2 separate regions of the Sus scrofa genome follow, and region 2 is linked to region 1. Evidence: chromatin contacts called from public promoter capture Hi-C data. All regions are on one chromosome and are shown on one strand. The core of a region is the stretch at or near the end of the contact, and the rest is flanking DNA. Distances in the headings are between cores, read along the strand shown.

The links. Promoter capture Hi-C pulls out the DNA fragments that hold promoters and counts their contacts.
Region 2: a contact with region 1 is called in a promoter capture Hi-C map of fetal skeletal muscle, with 2.9 times the contacts expected there. The contact joins the promoter of PIK3C2B here to the enhancer-like site in region 1. A contact is called at or near these places in 5 of 5 promoter capture datasets (fetal liver, fetal skeletal muscle, liver and 1 more), 34 of 47 Hi-C or Micro-C datasets (adipose tissue, alveolar macrophages, blood and 16 more) and 2 of 2 datasets of contacts at active chromatin or transcription factors (alveolar macrophages and skeletal muscle).

Annotation. Positions count from the first base shown.
Region 1 is chr9:65,100,428-65,105,693 of Sscrofa11.1, forward strand. It overlaps PIK3C2B (phosphatidylinositol 4-phosphate 3-kinase C2 domain-containing subunit beta), which reads right to left. Exons shown (of 33, transcript XM_003357389.5): 15 at 3,292-3,434; 16 at 1,372-1,560. Among named protein-coding and RNA genes, the nearest start is that of PPP1R15B, 34 kb to the left of the region's middle. Within about 2 kb of position 2,809, at least 9 of the 83 cell types and tissues checked have an H3K27ac peak or open chromatin away from gene starts, as enhancers often do. A contact at or near this core is called in fetal skeletal muscle, omental adipose tissue and skeletal muscle, where this site is marked.
Region 2 is chr9:65,150,622-65,156,214 of Sscrofa11.1, forward strand. It overlaps PIK3C2B (phosphatidylinositol 4-phosphate 3-kinase C2 domain-containing subunit beta), which reads right to left and starts at 4,222. Exons shown (of 33, transcript XM_003357389.5): 1 at 3,808-4,222.

The DNA of each region.
Region 1 (5,266 bases), core at 1,559-4,058:
CTCAGACAATCCAGCCGGAGGGTCTGAGGCACAGGAGTGAGCAAACAGCTGCGCACCTGGGCTTCCGAGGCACCGATGGAGAAAAGGCAGTGGCTCCCAGAATCTGCCAAAGCTACCACAAGAGCTAAGTCCTAAACACCCTTTCTGGATTGAAACCCTTGAGAATGGCCCTGGCCCATGGTCAGAGGCAGCCATGGGCCATGGAAGTCACTCTCATTCCCTGTATGAGTTAAAGAAAATGGGGCAAAGTCCTCAAGCCCACCCCCAAAGATCTCTTCCTTGACTCCCACTGTGCCAGAAATTCCTATCATCAAAGAGCCCTTGGGGGAATTCCCATGATGGCTCAGCAGTTACTGAACCCGACTAGCATCCATGAGGACGCAAGTTCGATCCCTGGCCTCGCTCATTGGTTAAGGATCCAGCATTGCAGTGAGCTGTGGTATAGGTCACAGATGTGGCTCAGATCCTGCGTTGCTATGGCTGCAGCATAGGCTGGAAGCTATAACTCCAATTCAACCCCTAGCCTGAGAACCTCCATATGCCGCAGGTGCGGCCCTAAAAAAGAGCCCTTGGGAAGGCCAAAGCATTATCGTGTACCATCTTTTAATGAAAAGCTTGCCAAGCAAATAACAGAGAATCACAGAATTACAATTCTGAATTGCCAGTATACCCTGGCAGGATTAGTTTAGCAGAGGTTAGCAAAACTGTTGCCCCCAAAAGTCCTGAGGGCGAGACACATGGATCAGGTAAATTTTAATTATTAAGAGTGATAGAAAATAAGCAAAGAACATTGGGTACCATCTGGGGGGGGAGCTCTGAGACTGGGAGCCTGTGTCCCCAGAGGAAAGAGGAAAGAGAGGACTGTAAAAATAGAACTAAGTGATAAGGTTTGGGTTACACAGGCATATGCACATGTCAAACCCACTTGTGCATTCGCTTATGTGTAAATTTGACCTCAAAAGAAAAAAATGTAAATAAACATTGAACTCTATTTAACGACACACACACTAAAGTATCTAGGAAGGACTTATGCATCAATTTACCTCAAAATGTGTAAAAAAAGATGATGTAATGATGGAGGGTACCTACACAATCAAGCCAATATAACGAATGCTAATGCTTAGAATCTAGGTGGTGGAAACATGGATGTTCACTATTTAATTTTCAGTTTTGTTGGATGTTTGAAAAGTGTTCATAATATAACATGGGGGGGTGGGAACAGCATAAGAGAAAGAGAAAGGGGGAAAAGCCCTGAACATCCATGCCCGCTTGACCATTCTCCCCAGGGCTGGTTCAGGTCAGCCAGGGGCAGGGTCAGGCCCTGGCTTTGGGAAGGACACGTGGTAAGGAAAGGTGGGTGTTACAACTCACGTGGCATGCAGGAGCCCCAGGGCATCCTGGTGGTTCATGTGAGTCCACTGCTTCAGGAGAACATAGATATCCGGCAGGCAAGCCCACTCCCAGCTGGGGGCGCTAGCGAGCACCAGGGGGAGTGAGCTCACCTCTGAGTGACAATAATACCGCTTCTCCCACAGGCGCTTTTTGTCAGCATCAGTGAGCCTGGAGGTGAGAGGGATAAGGGGAGGTGAGAGAGAGAAGTCAGCCAAGAGGGTAGGGTACTTATTCTCCAAGAGAATGCTACACACTCCAACCCAGTAGTTTCCAAAATTTGCTGCATATTACAATCACTTGAGGAGCTTTGCAAACACCCTCTTGTCCAAGCTACACCCAAATTAAGAACATCTGGGGAACTTAGGCATCAGTATTTTATCTATTGATTTATTTTTATTTCTTAACCATACCCGAGCCATGCAGAAGTTCCCAGGCCGGGGGTCGAACCCGCACCACAGCAGTGACCCAAGCCACAGCAGCAGCAACACCAGGTCCTTAATCCGCTAGGCTGCTAGGGAACACCCACTTTAAAAAATTTATTTATTTGGGGGGGGTTATTTATGCTGGGTTTTTTTGTCTTTTCTAGGGCCGCACCTGCGGCATATGAAGGTTCCCAGGCTAGGGGTCCAATTGGAGCTGTAGCCACCGGCCTATGCCACAGCCACAGCAATGCAGGATCCTTAACCCACTGAGTGAGGCTAGGGATCACACCTGCAACCTCATGGTTCCTAGTCGGATTTGTTAACCACTGAATCATGGTGGGAACTCCTGGAGGGTGGGTTATTTATGTATGTATTTACCTATTTATTTATTTTTGGCAGCATTGGTATTTTTAAGTGATTGCAATGTGTGAGACAAACTTTGGGAGCCAGGGTCCAGATCTCATCTTTGATCCTGACTCAGGGACATCTCAGACCAAGGCAGAATGCAGAGGCCAAGGGCACCAAATTTGCTACCCTTCCTGAGGAGGCCCTTAGGGCACCACTCCCAAGGAGAGCCACCAGAGGGCAGTGGTCGCCACATCAGGGTCTGGGCAGCTGGGAGGCCTCCTGGGGCTTCCTGGAGCCAGCTGGAGGTTTTATAGGACCCGCAGCTAATTGGGCTTCGCCTGAGATCAGGTGTCTAATGGGAGAAGGGAGCTGAGGGGCTAATGAAGCAAGGGGTCAGCAGAGGAGTGGGGGCAGGGATATCCGCAGTCACTCAGCTATTCAGGCTGCTTTGAGTATACTCAGGACACACGGGACAGAGATGAGCCCCACTGCCCTCATTTCCTCCCAAACATCGCATGCCCAGGGCCATGCAGGGACCAGAGAGATACAAGAGAGAGCAGGCAGGGGACAAGCCCATACCCCACCAGCTCCACCAGCTTCTCCAATCCTGGTGAGAGAAGCAGCCCCACGAATAAGATCAGCTTGGATTCTGCTTACCCCTGACAGCTGCCAGCTTGCCTCGACACCTGATCCTTTTTGGAAAGTGACAGGGCCAGAGAAAGGCAAAGGCTGTGAGTGCAGAAGGGGCAGGAGGTGGGGGCAGGGTGGAAAGTACAGCATCCAGTGGTCCCAGCGGACAGCAAATCAGAGACAGCTTATCTATGGGGTGGGGAAAGCTCTGGTCCTCTTGGCAAGTCAAGTCTGGGCTGAATCCTCATTGTGGGGATGGTGGGCCTTCCCAGATCTAACATCCTGACCCTGAGCTCTCCATTTTGCCTACAGTCAGCTCATGAAAAGGGCCTGGGGGCTGCAGAGCCCTCTCTTCACTTCCTGCCTAGGTGGCCATACATCCCACTGTGACTCCCAAAGCAGGAAGACGGGAACCTGCTGGGAGGGAAGAGAGGTCTGCTAGAACCCGAGACACTTAGTGGGGCCCTGAGCCACACACGGGGGATGCCCTGGGCCTTACCAGTACAGGGACTCCTTTTGCATGATGTTTTTAAGCACGCGTTGGTCTTCCTCCCGGAGGCTGCCAAACTCATAGCGGGGGCTGAACTTGTCTCCAGCGGGGCTGGTGAACTTGATGTCGAAGGCCGAGGTGGGGAAGTCAATCTGGGAGATGGCATCAGAGACATCAGAGAGGCGAGGAGAACAGGCAGGCAGGTGTGGCTGCCACTTGCCTGGGCCCCAACTTCCCTCTCCCCTGCCAGAGTTCCCGCCTTCCTCCCTGGCTCCTTAACCCTCAGGTTCTTTGTCTGTAAAATAACCCTGTTGGACTTGGTGATCACTAAAGTCCCTTCCAGTTGTACCTTCTAGCAAAAAAATGAGAAAGGAAAAAGGAAAGAAAGAAAAATGGCCAAGTCGATAAGCAATGGGATTCTGTTGTATAGCACAGGGAACTATATCTAAGCACTTGTGATGGAACATGATGCAGTACAGTGTAAGAAAAAGAATGTATATATGGGGGAGTTCCCTTCGTGGCTCAGTGGTTAACGAATCCAACTAAGAACCATGAGGTTGCAGGTTCGATCCCGGCCTTGCTCAATGAGTTAAAGATCCGGTGTTGCCATGAGCTGTGGTGTAGGTCACAGACACAGCTCAGATCCCACATTGCTGTGGCTCTAGCATAGGCCAGCGGCTACAGCTCCAATTAGACTCCTAGCCTGGGAACCTCCATGTTGCAGGTGCGGCTTTGAAAAGACCAAAAAAAAAAAAAAAAAAAAAAAAAAAAAAATCAACAAAAACAAAGAATGTATATATATGTATGACTCAGTCATGTTGCCATACAGCAGAAATTGAAAGAACATTGTAAATCAACTATAATAAAAAAAATTGTGGAGTTCCCGTCCTGGCTCAGTGGTTAATGAATCCGACTGGGAACCATGAGGTTGTGGGTTCGATCCCTGGCCTCGCTCAGTGGGTTAAGGATCTGGCGTTCCCATGAGCCGTGGTGTAGGTAGCAGACATGGCTCGGATCCCACATAGCTGTGGCTGTGGTGTAGGCTGGCAGCTGTAGCTCCAATTAGACCCCTAGCCTGGGAACCTTCATATGCCGTGGGTGCAGCCCTAAAAAAAAAAAAAAAAAAAAAAAAAAAAAAGACAGAAAAAAAAAATTTTTTTAAAAGAGAAAAATGGCCAAGTGAAAAGAAGAGGAGGCATCTAGATGAGAGGTCTGGCCCCAGGCCAGAACTTGGAAGAGAAGTGTCATTAGGCTGAGCCACTGGGGCCTCTATGCTGAGGGCACTACTGCCTGATGGGAGGTGGGACCACATGCATGGCAAGGGCCCTGCCAACTCAAGCCTTCCAAGCTGGATCCCCTTGCTCTATGCTGCTATGTTCAGCCTCCTAAACCTCACTCAGAGCTCAGTGATTCAGTCCTCAAAGGGAGTTCCATGTTCTTTCATTTAAGAAATATTTACTGAACCCTAACATACACCAAGCACTGTTCTGAGCCCTGGGCAGAAAGCAGTAAGTAAGACAGATAAAAATACCTGCCTCTTATAATTTTATTTTTTTTAGGGCTGCACCTACAGCATATGGAAGTTCCCAGCCTAGGGTTTGAGTCAGAGCTATGGCTGCTAATCTACGCCACAGCCTCATTGATGTAGGATTCAAGCCACGTCTGCAACCTACACCACAGCTCATGTAACACCAGATCCTTAACCCACTGAGCAAGGCCTGAGATCAAACCCGCATCCTCATAGATACTAGTTGGGTTCTTAAAGCACTGAGCCAAAATGGGAACTCCTCCTGCCTCTTAGAATTTTCATTCTGTATCACTCTATATCCACATTAATATTCCATTTTCCATATGGAATATCAGCTCATGACCACAAGAAAGGGGAGCCAGAAACTATAACTATACCTTGGACCTGACCAACTCAGCCTCCTCTCCCCAGAGAACACTGAGTGGCTGTAGGGAAGGCTCCCTCACGGGCCCCAAG
Region 2 (5,593 bases), core at 2,972-5,471, 52 kb after region 1:
CATGTGACTTTGGGAGAGTCATTTCTTTGTAGAGAAATAATGTCCAAAGTCCTTTCCAATTCTAACGCTGTTTGTGATCATAGGAAATGCCGGAATTGTCTCCTAAATTTCATTTCATAAAATAAACACAAAATAAAGCAGATAGATAAGTACCAAATGAAGGGAGTTCTCTTTGTGGCTCAGTGGTTAACAAACCCGACTAGGATCCATGAGGATGCAGGTTCAATCCCTGGCCTTGCTCAGTGTGGGTTAAGGATCTAGCGTTGCCACGAGCTGTGGTGTGGGCAGCAGAAGTGGCTCGGATCTGGTGTTGCTGGGGCTGTGGTGTAGGCTGGCAGCTGTAGCTCCCATTCGACCCCTAGCCTGGGAACTTCCATATGCCATGGGTGCGGCCCTAAAAAGTAAAACACACACACACACACAAAAAAAAAAAAAAAAAAAAAAAAGGAAAGAAAGAAAGGCCAAATGAAAAGGTTTCCCCCCCTCAATTTTCCCAGGGCCCCCAAGTTCCAAATTTCTTACCCAGTTGCCCAGAAGGTAGCAAAATTACTTGATTGGATGATCAGACTTCTTCTTACACTGAAGGTAGGGATATGAATGAGAAAGCAGCATTATACTAGTAAAAAAGGAGCCCAAGAAATTCACACATGTACTGTGACACCCCCCCCAAACAAATGGGAATTAAGGAGGCGCTATGCTGGACTGGGGCTGCATGGAGGAAATGTGTCCCCCAGAGCCCCCTGTCCTTGAGAAGTTTGTTTTCTAAGGTATGTCCCAGTCTGGTGATAGCTCACAGGCATTCAAATCAAGGAATCCAGTATGAATGAATTCTGTAGCTGCTGCCCCTTTCTGTTTTCCCAAGACCCAAGATCTCCCTAAGAGCCGCACCCGGGTAATGAGCCCAGGGTCTGGAGTGGGACTGCTGCTTCCAATCTCCCCTCCGTCACTGACTAGCTGACATCAGTGCCTGCTATTGTATTATTCGCCAACTCAGTACTATCCTGTCTATAGAGAGCAGCCAGCCTTTGGGGGTGTATGTCTCCCCCCAGTTCCCTTCAGATATCTTTTTTTTTTTTTTTTTTTTTGGTCTTTTTAGAGCCATACCTGCGGCATGTGGAGGTTCGCAGGCTAGAGGTCCAATCAGTGCTACAGCCCCCAGCCTACACCACAGCCACAGCCACACCAGATCCGAGCTGCATCTTTGACCGACGCCACAGCTCACGGCAATGCCAGATCCTTAACCCACTGAGCGAGGCCAGGGATCGAACCTGTGTCCTCATGGATCCTAGGCAGATTCGTTTCGGCTGTGCCATAACGGGAACCCCTCCCTACAAATATCATTAAGCAGACTTTCCTTCTCTCCCAGTTCCCATTCTACCAACCCTATTTAAAGAGAAATGTCCAAAGAATAGTTACCTTGGCATTGTCACATCACTCTCCCCGCCTTAGCCAGAAATGAAAGGTTCCAGAACACTGTTTCATAACCTTTTCCTCCCACCCCTCCCCAACCCCCACCAGCTTTCCCTCCCTTATCACCGAAACTACACTCAGGGTGAAGAACCTATATTTGTATACTACTCTGCAGTTTTCAGAGTGCTTCTGCAAATGTGATTTTCCTCAGTTCATGGTAGTCGCTGTATTTCACCCTTAAACAATCCTATGAGCCAAGGGTAGTAGTTTTTCCCCATTTTACAGATATGCAAACTGAGTCTTGACATACTCAGTTTGCATAACCCACGCAGCACAGTTGCCCGTGCTCACACACCTAGGAAACCAGGCCTCGGGACACTGAACCCACCCACCGTTTTCTCTCCTGTTTCACATGATCATGTCCAAGTTCACATCCTGGTAGCATGATGAAGTTTATAGCGTTACAAACCACCAAAGGGAACAGATATCCCCTTTACTCCCGCTGGCCAGCAGGTGTGTCCATACACGAGATACCTGCAAGTGCCAGGCCTAGGTGGGGTGGGGAAACCACAGAGAGGAGACCAAAGGCCCACGAGGTGTGGGGTGTCTGCTAGAGCACCAGTACATCATGGCCAAGCCCACTGTCCTTCCAGGCCCAAGGACAACCCCAAAGGAGCACCCCCCCCCAGGGAAAAGCCTGAGGACCCAGATAAATGAGCCTTCCTCATCCAGTACAGCCGCTGGGGCTCCCTCATGGATGTAACAAGGGAAAAGGAAATCGACAGGCTTGCTTCTGGCCAGCGTGGAGAGTTTGATCAGACTCAGACACACACAGCCGTGCACACTCAGCAGTAAATTCCGAGCCATGGAAATCAAGCCTTGGGCTCACCCAAAGGCCAAAGGAGAAGCAGCCACAGCTTCAGTCCAGGGCTCGGGCTCAGAGCCACCGTCTCCTCAGACGCTGGCTGCCAGGCGGAGCTATAAAATGTGCCTCGACTTAATTTTTCCATGGACACAACCCCAGATGGGACCGCCAGGCTCCGCAGGAGCTGCTATTCCGAAGCCTCCAACCTCTTCGCTCTGAGATCCACAGCTGGAGTTGGGGAGGCAGGAGTATCTAGGGATCAGGTTTGCTACCCCCTGGACCATTTCTCTTCTACTATCTTTCCAAGGCCTAGTGCGGCAATAGAGTAAGTTTTCATTCAGCGACTGATACAGGGTTGGAATTCAGTGCAAATTACTTACATCTGCTTGGCCACAGCCCAGACAATCAGGTAGTTTAGAGAGAGAAGGAGGGGCGTGTTGGCCCACTTCTGGGAGCCTGAGTAGTTGTGTGCTAAGGAATCTGGTGCCATGCTGGGACCAGCCTGCCCAGGGTACAAAATTCCCTGACCGAATTGAGAAAACCCATCAGGGCAGCCGAGACAATAGAGATTCCATCCCAGGCCTTGCTGGTGGGACTGGGGCAGGGAAACCACAAAGACCCCACGAGGGGGTGGAGACAGAAGAAAAGAAGGTTGGTCTGAAGAAGCACAAGCAATGGTAGATTCTTTACACACACACACACACACAAACACACACGCACACACCCCTCAGCCAGCTAGGGTGTGTGTACTAACTAACCTCATACATTTAGGAACCTCTTCCCACAACCCCGGAGCCTGCCAAGCCCTGGGTTTCCCACCCTACCCCAGCCCAGCTTGGCTTGGCAGCCTCCCTTGGGCTTCCTGCTCCTTCGATTGCTCCCCAACATCAAAGCCACCGCTGCCCGGGAGCTGAAAATGAGAGACAAGTAGAGACCAGGAGAGCAGCGCCTCTCCTGAAGGTCCTCGGGGAACTCAGGCCTGAGGGCTCCTCTCCTTCTCCCAAGCTTTCGCCTTTTGCTGCAGTATCCTTATAAGGGAGAAGCCAATTCTCCCATCCCTCTGGCTTAAAATATATACATATTCCCCAGGCTAGATGCTGACTTTTCATCTCCTGCAAGAGAAAGCACCACCCCCACCACCCTCGCTCCATGGCAGGTTTTGCTTTTTAATTCTCATCTTAAACAAACAAACAAACATTAAAACCATTGGCTGGCTCAGAGCGCCTTGTAGCCGGGAGCCAGGAAGTGTTTCGAGGGAAAGGGGTGGGAGGAGGGTGCCCGGGGTCCGAGACACCCCGAAACCGCTGGAACGGGGAGGCGTTGGGGGTCGGCAACCTGCTCGGCGCTAGGGCTGGAGCTCCCGTTCCCACCGCTTCCGCGGATCGGCCCGCGGCCGGGAACCCTCGGCTCCTTCCATTGTTGCACCTCGGCTGTTGCCATGTTGGAGGGAGAGCCCCTGACCTCTACTCGCTCCATTCCGCGGGCAATCTGCAGACCCTGGGCCGAGGCTCCCGGCTGGGTGCGCGTCCTACCTGTGCTCACTGCGGGTTTCCTGCAAGACCCGACGGCTCGTGTGCTCGGCGACGTGGGCTGCTGGCTGCGGGCGGCACCTACACCCGCGCGAGCCGGCCCCGCACCGCCTCCTCCCGGGCCGCTCCCCTCTCCGGGCTGCACGCGGCGGGCGCCGGCCTCGGGGTCTCGGGGCGGCGGTGAGGCAGGAGAGGGCGCGAGGACCCGCTTGCAGGGGTAAAAGTCCTCCCGGCCGAGAGCGTGCGCAAGCCCGCAGAGTCAGGCCACCCCGGGTGAGACAATAGCGGGAGCAGCGGGCGAGAGGGGAGAAGCCATCTCCCGGAGACCCGGCGCACTGCACCGCGACGCGAGGCTCGGCCAGACCCGGCCCGGAGAGGCAGCCGCCGGCCGCGGCTCCAGCCCGCAGCGCCCACAACGCGGCGAGCGGGAGGGCGGGGCGGGTCCTGGAACCCTGACCGCCCTCCCTCCCTTCCCCTCCCTTCCCCTCCCTTTCTCCCTCCCTCCCTCCCCTGCCAGTGCGCGGGGGAAGAGAAACGCGGTGGCGTCAAGTTGTGCTTCGGCAACCCTAGAGCCAAGATTTCCACTTCCCACTTGCGTGAGGGTTTTTGCAGATGGTCGTTATTCTTCCCTGCTGGGACCCTTTTGCTCTGGGTCAAATGAATGCCAAGTCATTCTAGAAATGACGGAGTTTTGAGTCCAGTTATCAGCCCGAAGACTTTGCCCCCATCATTAAGATAGCGACGCCCCCCAAAGAGCCCCCACCTTAAGGATGGAGGTGGCAATGAGGGGGAAGCTGTCTCAGCGCTTTGCACACTGCACACTCAGCCTCGTTCGTTTTTCTATTCGCCCTAGTGGGTCGTCTGACCTGAGCCCCAGAAAATAGCAATCAACAACCTGAGGGGGATGGGACGGTAACAGGTCCTCCAACCCAACTATGGCATGCAAAAATCTTTCATACAGTATGTTATATTTACAATTTTGACTCTAAGTACCTTTTTTTGAGCAGTGGTCTCTAGAAGAATTTTTCTAAGGGCTCCACCCAAAGAAACAAGTAGTTGGCCAGCTCCTCATTTGCATTTGGTTTGCATAGTAACTATGATCTCTGATGTCAAAATACATTTTCCTCAAACCTTGAATCTTGTTCTCCCCCATGTGGTCCTCCTTTTTCTTTCTTCCTTCCTCCCTTCCTTCTCTCTTCTCTCTTTCCTCCATTTCTTTCCTTCTTTCTCTCTCTATCCCTCCCTCCCCTTCTTTCTTTTCTTCCTTTCTTTCTTTCTTTTCTTTTCTTTCTTTCTGTCTTTTTTGTTCTTTTTGGCCAGACTATGATCAGCACCTGCTTCTCACTCTCACTCCTCTGCAATCCCCCTTAGGTATCTAGGGCTCAATATTCCTGGCCTCCCTTAGATGCCCAGGATTCTCCAGCCAGTATTCCCAGAAGAAGATCTGTCAACCAGCTCCTTCTCTAGTCCCAAGGAATTATTTGTGGAAATCCTACTATTCCAGTCTGTTTGGATTTCAGTGGAGGTTTTTTTTTTTAAAGGGTGTCAGAAAGGCCTTTTTTTGTGTGTGTCTTTTGAGGGCTGCACCCGTGGCATATGGAGGTTTGCATAGTAAGGACCCCCAGGCTAGGGGTTGTATCAGAGCTACAGCCTCTAGCCTACACCACAGCCTCAGCAACACCAGATCCAAGCCTCGTCGTGGAACTACACCACAGCTCACCACACCGCCGGATCCTTAACCCACTGAGCGAGCCAGGGATCGAACCCGAAACCTCATGGTTCCTGGTTG